Linked DNA regions of Ovis aries: region 2 is linked to region 1. A link is a contact called in public Hi-C data. All regions are on one chromosome and are shown on one strand. Each heading gives the region's core, a stretch centred on a gene start, on an enhancer-like site or on the middle of the called end of the contact. The rest is flanking DNA. Distances are from core to core; before and after follow the strand shown. Region 1 has its middle 40 kb from the start of CDC42EP5. Region 2 holds the start of NLRP13 (NLR family pyrin domain containing 13).

Region 1 (4,742 bases), core at 1,307-3,806:
TAACATATGTCTATATTATAGACACATAATGTATATTAATTATACAGTTGATTTAATTAACATACAGTATTATATACAGTGTATATATTATACACAGTGATTCAATTTTTGCTATAGATTATGCTCCAGAGTTATAAAATATTGGCTATATTCCCTATGCTATATGAGATATCCTTGTGACTTGTTAATTTATTTTTTATCTCCCAAGGATCCTTTGTTGACAGGGCAGGACCATGGCGTTTATATATATATATATATATATAAATAATATATAATGTTTGAAGATTTGGCAGGCAGTAACCCCATTGCCCGCCCACCATGCCCAAATTTTTCTGCCCCCCTCCGCCTGCCCTGCACATGGAAGGCAGGTCACTGCCCTACCCAGGCCACAAGGCCATACTCCCCTGCAGACAGCAGGAAACTGGGGATTTTTCCATGGCCACCCCTTGAACATCAGAAATCAGCAAGTATTCTCTCAAAGAAAACAAAAATACAGAAATCAGTTAAAGCATTTAGATATGGAAAACCAAAGGGAACTGGGGGGAAAGAGGCTAGAGACCAAAGGAAGTGGAGCTGCTCGGGAAGGGTCTCGCACGTTCCGCTGCCCGTTAACGACAGGCCTGAGGCCTGGGCCCCGAGGCTGGCCCCGAGTCTGCGGACACAGCTCCTCCTAGATGGCTGCCGAAGCTCAGGCGCATCCTGCTGAGCGGAGCCGAGCGGCCGAGACAGGGCCAGGTGTGGGCAGTCCTGCGGCACAGAGGCGCCGCAGTTGCTGGCGTTGTTCTGCCGGCCACATTCATGTTGAAGGAGCCTTTCAGCCCTGCTGGAAGTCCAGCCGGTGTGCCTTCCCGGCCTCTGCCTGCAGATTCCTGGCCATAGGCTGAGGGCAGCGGCGGTGCAGGGCGCGCTGCGAGTCAGAACAGGTGCGCCGCCTGACGTCAGCAGAGATGAGGGCCCACGGGGCTAGCAGTAGCTCCCTGCCGAAGCTGTCCCCGTTTTCGGCCCGCCCTTTCACCCCATCCTGAGCCGTGGCACGGAGTTCATCGTAGAAGAAGCTGCTGGAGAAGTGCACTTTTCAGGGACTGTGTCCATCGCCAAGTCTCCACCCACGTCCGCCACCGGGTCGCTGAGCCAGTTCTGTCCAGGGACAGAGTCCCCGAGCCACCTGTGGTGGGCACATGCCTTTAGGGGTGACAGGAAGCCCCTCAGCCCGGCATCGCCTGGCATCCTCAGGTATGGCTGGCTCCACCGCCGCCCCAGGCCCTTCCTGGAAGGTGCAGACAATTCTGGCAGGAAAATGTCCTCCGGTTCCTCCTCGCCCTCACCCGTGCTGAGGGGGACAAGGCTGCCACCTGTCTGAAGGAATTCATCTGAGATGCTCTGCACGCAGGAGACAGGGTCCTCCCGTGGGGCGCTGTCCTGCCCAGCTTCCCCCAGGCCGCTCGGCCTCTCCTGCAGCGCCCACGTCCGGGCCTGGAAGAGCTCCTGGGCCATGTGGTCCCCGGCCCTTCATGCGCTGCTGATGAGGATGCTGGCCTCAGGGTGTGCCAGACTTCACTCTCCTTGGGGCCCAGGTGATTCTTCCAAAGCCGCTGGGCAGAGTCCAGGAGACGAGACCCGGGTCAGGGCCCAGAGGAGACGTTGGAGTCCAGTTTAATCCACCTTTCTCCCCGGGGACCCCAGAGGGCCCTGATGGAGACCCTGTCACGCCCTCCTCAGCCACGAGAGTACCTAGCGGGCCCGGCCCGGGAGGTGGTCCCCGTGGGGAAGTCAGACGACAGCAGGGGGAGGGCGCCTGTGGCGTCGCAGCCCCTCCCCGGGGTGAAAGGTGGCTCTTGGGGTGTGTGAGGTTCCCCGCTGGCCCTGGGGGCGCCCCAAAGCTTGCAGCGGGGTGTCAGCGAGGTGCTTCTCTGAGTACAGCAGCATCCAGAAGACTCTCAAGCTCTGCGAGGTGGGCGCTGTGAACAGGTTTTCCGATGAGTAGGGCGGGGAGGGCAAGGCTGCCGTGACACCCCCAGCTGAGCCCAGTGTTGGGGCGGCCTCCAAGCTGCCACTCCCCGCCTCATCTTCACCTTCCTTGTCCCCTTCTTCATGAGCTGAGGCGTCAGAAGCGGCCCGAGGGACAGGGAGGCTTCCGGGGGGCACTGTGGTCCCTGACCCAGTGTCCAGCCCAAACCCTCCACCTGCTTTGAGTCCGGGTTTGGGAGATTCTCTTGTGGCTCTGAAGGCGAAGAGTTTGCCCACAATGCGGAAGACCTGAGTTCGACCCCTGGGTTGGGAAGAGCCCCTGGAGGAGGAAGTGGCAACCCACTCCAGTACTGTTGCCTGGAGAATCCCATGGTCGGAGGAGCCCGGCAGGCCACAGTCCACGGGGTCGCAAAGAGTCGGACATGACTGAGCGACTTCACTTTCTTTCTTTCCTTCTTTGGGGGGTTGGGGGCCGCCTGGGCCTGGACAAGCGGGGCTGTGCCGGGTCCAGGAGGCTCAGGCTAGTCTTGCGGAGTCTCTTTCATCTTCCCGTAGCCCGGCATGCGGAAGCCGGGCAGACAGGCCCGAGGGCGGGCGCCTCCGCCCCAGGCTTCCCGACCGACCTCTCCCTCGGCCGCCTCTCCTGCTGTCTCAGCTCAGGGCTCCCGCGCTTCCAGGTCACACTTGCTTTACACAGAGCGGTTTACGCCTCTGAATCCCCCGCCCGCTCCCCTGGTCTGTGGTCTACATCTGCCACTGATTCTCTGTGTTACAGTCATCCATAAAAGTCATCTGTGAAAAATGAGGTTGCACTGACATTTCGAAATCCGGTAGGCCCCCTCCGAGCCTTCTTTGCTAACTGCGTTAGCAAGTCTGAGGATTTCCTCACAGCCGTTGCGAAACTCGGCTCCTTGGACGCCGGCTACTCACGTTCTCGCTCAAAGCCACCGACCCCCTTATCCCGCCGCCGCTCCTCACCCCTGCGCCCGCTCCTGCTGCTCCGCTCCCGCTGAGCCCTGGCACCCTCCCGGGGCGCCCCTGCCGTCCCCGGGCGGCCCCTCGGGTGCCAGCCAGCCCCCTGCCACCTCCATGCGGGAGCGCCTTCCCCACTTTCCCTCTTCCGGGAATCCCGGATCTCTGTCCAGAGGATCAGGGAATGAGTGGGGGTGGAAGGAGCTTTCTAGGAACTTCAGACTGTTTAATGGGTAGGGCGCTCAGAACCGAACGCAGGCCCCTTTCCTTGGCCTTTCCTTGGTGCGGGGCTTTGGAGGACTCCCTGCTGGGTCTCTGGTGTCAGGCCTCCCCATCCCCCCCCCCTCCCCTGACTTGCTGCATTTGCTGTGGGGTTCGCGTCAGAGGAGGGGGGCAGGGGCAGCAGGGGACAAAGGGCACCGAGCCGCGGGTCAGAACGTTCTGGTGCTTTCCAAGGCCCTAACCTGCCGAATGCCCCCCCCACCCCCCCAAGCCATGCAGCTGAGCACTCCCGGGTGCAGACTCAGGCTGTGGTCCCAGGGTCCACCTCCACCAACTCTCCCAGCAGACAGGCGATGGGAGCCTGCCGCCCGGCTCCACCCACTGTGCAGAGCAGGACACTGAGGTTCAGAGAGGGACATCGTGGAAGTGGAGCCAGGACTGTGCCCCAGGTGGACACTGGCATGGGGTTGGGGGCTCCTTGTTGATGGGAGTGGCCTGTCCCTTGGCGCTGTGTGCCCCAGCCTGTCCTGAGCAGAACTGAATGCACCCCGTCACTGCCACTCCCCTTTGCCAACCATCAGAGGCTTTGGGGACCTCAACACGAATGACTGGGGGGCCTCTGCATGGGGTGGAGTCTGTATCCTCCGCAGGCCAGCCGAGCGCTCTCTTCCCCTGGGAGACCAGCCCGTCCTCAGATGTCTGAGGGCCTCTGGCTCCCCCGAGAGACTCTGAAGCTGCCCTGGTGGCCTGGGATCTCCCTGAGCATAGAGGACCGGACTCCCCAGTTGTTGAATCGGAGCCTTGGGGCTGGGGGCCGGGCCCTGAGAGTGTCCTGGGGATGAGCCCGGAGGGGCTGCGCTGGGCTGACCCAGGGTCCCCACCTCACTCCTCTCGAGACCCTCCCATTGGCCGCCTGCCCCCTCAGGACCCCAGGCGAGAGGAAAGGCAATGGCGGGGGTGGGAGGCCTCTGAGGCCAGAGTGGACTGTGGTTTAGGGAGTGGCTTTCTGAGGAGGTGGAGACCTGGGGTGAGAGTGAGACCGTTCCAGAGAGGAAGGAGCGTTCCAGAGAGCCCTAGAGACCCAAGGGCTGTGTGTGCGGGGGTGGGGAGGTGGGGGCGGTTATGCGCTGCTGCCCCAGGCTTAGGGGCCCTGGATTAAGGCAGAGACACGCTGGACCCTGAGGCTCCGACTGCTTCATGAGCGTCACGCGTGCCGCTGTGTTGCAGATAGGCTAGAGAAAGCCAGTGTGTGAATTAGACACTCGGCAGCACCTGAACTCCAGCAGCGCGTAAAACACCAGAAGAGAAACGCTCATGTGGATTCACGGTGTGTCCCTGGCAAACCCCATACCCCGCAGCAGTCACGAAGATTCAGAAAAGTCGCAGCAGTAACCGCGGTTTTACTCTCGCCATGGAGTTTCAGCTGGAGGCATGGGAATGGGTCTGCCAGGTCTAGAGACCCTAAAAAAAGCAGATATGGGAAAGCACACGTGTGTTAAACGGCTCACCATTGTGTGAAGTCGGCTGAGTGTGTGTGTGTGTGTGTGTGTTTGTGGTGTGACTGCAGCCTTCGAGTTTGG
Region 2 (4,742 bases), core at 1,282-3,781, 270 kb before region 1:
AACAGACCCTCTCAGAGGGAGACCCAGAGACAGAGCGTGTCAGAAAATCACACACACACATCTAGGTCATAGCTTTTCCACAAAATCTGTGTTGGGTTTTCCAATATGTAATCAAGAATCTGCATATACACTTCACCTGATCTTTTCCAGGCCTCACGCCTTGCTCTAATTGCTTCCTCATTGCCAAATTTAAAACTAATTACAATTGCCCATTGCCTGGGTCCTCAGCCTATTAAAGGTGGAAGGCAGGGCACATATGGGTTATTCTCAAATATCCTTTGGTATTGATTTCTAACATAATTCCACAGTGACAAGGGCACAGACTTTGTATGCTTTCCAAACCTTTAGACTGACATTTTTTCACCTGGATATGTTCAGTCCTAAAGGAAATCAACCCTGAATATTCCTTGGAAGGACTAAAGCTGAAACTCCAATCCTTTGCCCACCTGATGCGAAGAGCTGACTCGTCGAAAAAGACCCTGACGTTGGGAAAGATTGAAGGCGGGAGGAGAAGGGGACGACAGAGGATGAGATGGCTGGATGCCATCACGGACTCAATGGATATGAGTCTGAGTGAACTCCGGGAGATGGTGATGGACAGGGAGGCCTAGTGTGCTGCGGTTCATAGGGTCGCAAAGAGTCAGACACGACTGAGCGACCGAACAACAACATGTTCCAGTGTCTCCTAGTGCACACTCCATGGGAACGTGAATAGAGTTTATTCCCTGCTGCTGTGTGAAAGCTGTATAAATCTTAGTTGCTGAATTGGTTCATAGTGCTTTTAGGTCTACAGCTCTTTCTATGGGCTTCCCCGTGGCTCAGTGGGAAAGAGTCTGCAAAGCAGGAGCTGCGGGAGGTGCAGCTTTGATCCCTGGATCAGGAGGATCCCCTCGAGTAGGAAATGGCAGCCCACTCCAGCACTCTTGCCTGGAGAATCCCATGGACAGAGGAGCCTTGCGGGCTACAGCCCATAGGGTTGCAGAGTCGGACTCGACTGAAGCGACTTCGCATTACGCACATTCCCTTCTACTTTCTGTCTGTTCATAATATTGATTTCTAAGAGTTCAATATTGAAACTCCAACTAGAAATCTTAATTTATCTACTTAAAAAATAATTGTGATAGTGGAATTTTATGTAAGTCTGTTCTGAGTTTCTCAAGCCTACTGTAAATGTGCTATCCTGCTTTCAGACTTTAAAAAATTTAAAAGAAAGGGCGGTGCGGGGGGGGGGGGGGGGGGGGGAAGGTGGATGGTGGGGCGGACCAAGTGCATTTTCCTTCTGCTTTGGGAGATGTTTATGACAGGAAGGAGTCGAGAAGCCTAATTCCCTCCAGGGGTGAGTTAAATGAGTTTAAATTGTTAGTTAAAAATCACTAATTTAATTGTTAATACAATAGTAAGTAGTGGTGGTATAAAGACTAAGCTGCCTCGATCCTGCCTTCAGTGGAAAAGCCTCCGTGTTTCTGGTTCATGGCGTTGGGAGAAGAAATGTTTCCAGATGTGGTTGTGATTTTCAGACCTCACAGACGCTTATTTTTATTTTTGTTTTATTGAAGTGTAGTCGACATACAATGCTGTGTTCCTTTCTCCTGTACAGCAAAGTGGTTCAGTTACACGCAGACACGTACATCCTTTTCAATAGTCTTTTCCATGAGGGGTTATCCTGGGAAGCTGGACACAGTGCCCTGAGCTCTGCGGTAGGACCTTATCCCCCCTCTATAATCGTTCACATCCGCTACTCCAGAGCCCCAGTCCTCCCCAGCCTCTCCCTTGGCGACCAGCAGTCTGTTTGCTCTGTCGGAGCCTCACAGACTCTTTATTCGTCTCCTCTCTCATCATCCTATTAAGACCTCTGGACACACCCCCGCCCTGAAGGCGGTGGTTGTTTTCCAGCTGCTAAGTTGTGTCCAACTTTGTGACCCCATGGACTGCAGCACACCAGGCCTCCCTGTCCATCACCAACTCCGGGAGTTCACTCAAACTTATATCCATCCAGTCAGTGATGCCATCCAGCCATCTCATCCTCTGTCGTCCCCTTCTCCTCCTGCCTTCAGTCTTTCCCAGCATCAGGCTCTTTTCCAGTGAGTGCGTTCTTATCAGGTGGCCAAAGGATTGGAGCTTCAGCGTCATCAGTCCTTCCAATGAATATTCATGACTGATCTCCTTTAGGATGGACTGGTTGGATCTCCTTGCAGTCCAGGGGACTCTCAAGAGTCTTCTCCAACAGCACAGTTCAAAAGCATCAATTCTTCCGCGCTCAGCCTTCTTCATGGCCCCACTCTAGGACAGGTATTCACACCAGTGGCCTCCAGCTGATCTGGGAGATTTCATTTACATCAGCTGGGTTTTAATTAGAACCCCATCTCTGCATCCCTCTCCTAGCCAGGGCGACTTACACCTGGAAGAGAAGGACTCCTGGATCACCTGCGGCAGGTGGCTTCGGCGGAGGGGGCGGGACAGCCGCGGACAGACCTGATAGGAGCTGGAGGGCCCCGGGGCTAATCACGGGCTGGGGAGGGGTGGGGCGTCTGCCTTCCAGAAACTTGCAAGAGCTGAGAAGACAGCTTGGTGAGTGAGGTCTCCTTACACTGGCTTTTTATTTCTTTTCTTTTTTTAAACAGCTTTGTTGATGGATTTAAAGGTAAGGGGGGAAAAACCCAGCTATATTGAGGTATAATTAAATACGAAAAAAAAGAGAAAAAACACCAACCCACAGCACGCAAACATTTAACAAGCAGCTTAATGAGTGTGGACACAGACAAGGGGAGACGTAGCCAGAACCTCCAAGAAGTTTTTTGCAGGGTCTGTGTGTGTGGCGGGAACATTTAACATGAGGCGGACCCTCTTACAATTTTCAGGGTACGAAAGCGTATTGATGACTGGGGGCCCTTTGCTGTAGGGCGCATCCCCAAACTAATTCCTTTTGCATGACTTGCACTTAGTCTGGGAGATACATGGTGATACAATAGGCTCTTAGCCTTAAAAAGGAAGGAAAAAATGAAGTGTTAGTTGCTCAGTCGTTTCTGACTGTGCGACCCCATGGACTGTAGCCCGTCAGGCTCCTCTGTCCATGAGATTTCCCACAAAAATGCTGGGGCGGGTTACCGTTTCCTCCTCCACGGATCTTGTCGACCCAGGGGTGGAACCCGGCTCTCCTGCATTGGGAGGCGGATTCTTTACGGCTGAGGCCCCTGGGAAGCCCTCCTTGTGGAAGGGAGAGGTCAGTAAGCGCAGCAAAACAAGGCAGGCGGGCTGCGCGGAGAAAACGGCGCGTGGCTGGATCCGGCTGCGCGAAGCGGGTGACAGTCGCGGTGCCCGGCCTCCGCTGTCTGTTTCCGCAGGAGCTGTTCCTGCTGCGGCTGGAGACCTCGCTCCCGGGCCGATGGCTTCCCCTGCCGGCATTCCTGGGCACGATGGTGCCCGTGACCAGCTGCTGTCCCACCTGAGGCGCTTGGATCCCTGGCAGCTGGAGGACTTCAAACTCGGCCTGCAGTGCCCGGAGCTGCTGCCGGCGGGCGCCCGCTGGATCCCCTGGGCAGACCTGAGAGCCGCGGGCCCCGCCGACCTGCTCTGCCTGCTGGAGGAGTGCTACCCCGGGAGGCGGGCGTGGGAGGCGGCCCTCCGCGTCTTTCAGAACCTGAGGCTGAGCTCGCTGTGCGAGCGGCTGCGAGCAGAGCTGCACGGTGAGCGGGCGGCGGGCGCGCTGCCGGGCGTTTGTGGGGTCCTCCCTGACTGCGGGGCCCCCCTGAGCGGCAGCCTCCCTGACGGGCTGTGGGAGTCCGGCGCCCTGGCCCGGGAGCGGGTGGTGATGGAAAGAAAGCGCCAGGAGGGAGCTGGAAGTTCAGCTCTGTTACCAGGCAGCTGTCGTTTCAAAAATCTTCACTTCTTACCCATTCTTGGCTGTGCTCCGTCGTCACTGCTGCGCCCGGGCTTTCTCTAGTTGCAGTCAGCGGGGCGTCTCTGGTTTCCGAGCGCGGGCCGAGGTGCACGCGGGCTCCCCCGGCCTCCAGAGCACCGCCGCAGGAGTTGAGCAGGAGTGCATTTGCGCCACAGCCTGTGGGATCTTCCCAGACCAGGGACTGAACTGGTGTCTCCTGCGTTGCAAGGCAGATTTGTAGCCACTGGGCCACACAGGGCAGCCCTGCCTTTTTTTTTTTTTTTTTAAAAGCTTATTTAGTTATTTGAGTTTCCCCAGTGGCTCAGTGGTAAAGAATTCACCAGCCGATGCAGGAGACACAGGAGATTCAGGTTCAATCCCTAGTCTGGGACGATCCCCTGAAGAAGGAAATTGCAACCTACCCAATATTCTTGCCGGGGAAATCCCGTGGGCTACAGTCCACGGGGTCTCACAGAGTCCCACACGCCTGAGTGACTTACCAAGACATCAATGTTCCCTACACGCCCTCCAACATTTATTGCTTGTAGACTTTTCGATAGCCATTCTGACTGATGTGAGCTGATAGCTCATTGTAGTTTTGATTAGAATTTCTTAAATATTTAGCAAAGTGGAGTGTTTCTCTCTTTTTAAAAATTGGAGTATAATTGCTTTCAAGGTTACAATGTACTTAAAAAAAAAACCAGTAGGAGTAAACTTGGAAATTGGCTTCTTGACCGTCTGCCCTGCTTTGAATTCTTTTTCCTGGACTTACTCCAGGACGTTTGTTGATCATGGGTGTTGTTTCCTTACATCCGGGAGGCCAGGTGAATGGTAAGTGCCCATCCGCAGAGGTTTTTCAGGTGTT

What was found. A called contact is a pair of places that touch in the nucleus more often than the background predicts.
Region 2: a contact with region 1 is called in a Hi-C map of tail adipose tissue, with 5 times the contacts expected there. The contact joins the promoter of NLRP13 here to the enhancer-like site in region 1. A contact is called at or near these places in 5 of 16 Hi-C or Micro-C datasets (blood, hypothalamus, liver and 2 more).

The regions. Positions count from the first base shown.
Region 1 is chr14:63,862,530-63,867,271 of ARS-UI_Ramb_v3.0, reverse strand. No RefSeq gene overlaps it. Among named protein-coding and RNA genes, the nearest start is that of CDC42EP5, 40 kb to the right of the region's middle. Within about 2 kb of position 2,556, at least 14 of the 54 cell types and tissues checked have an H3K27ac peak or open chromatin away from gene starts, as enhancers often do. A contact at or near this core is called in liver and tail adipose tissue, where this site is marked.
Region 2 is chr14:64,132,663-64,137,404 of ARS-UI_Ramb_v3.0, reverse strand. It overlaps NLRP13 (NLR family pyrin domain containing 13), which reads left to right and starts at 2,531. Exons shown (of 12, transcript XM_042232565.2): 1 at 2,531-2,568; 2 at 3,342-3,683. The coding sequence starts at 3,383.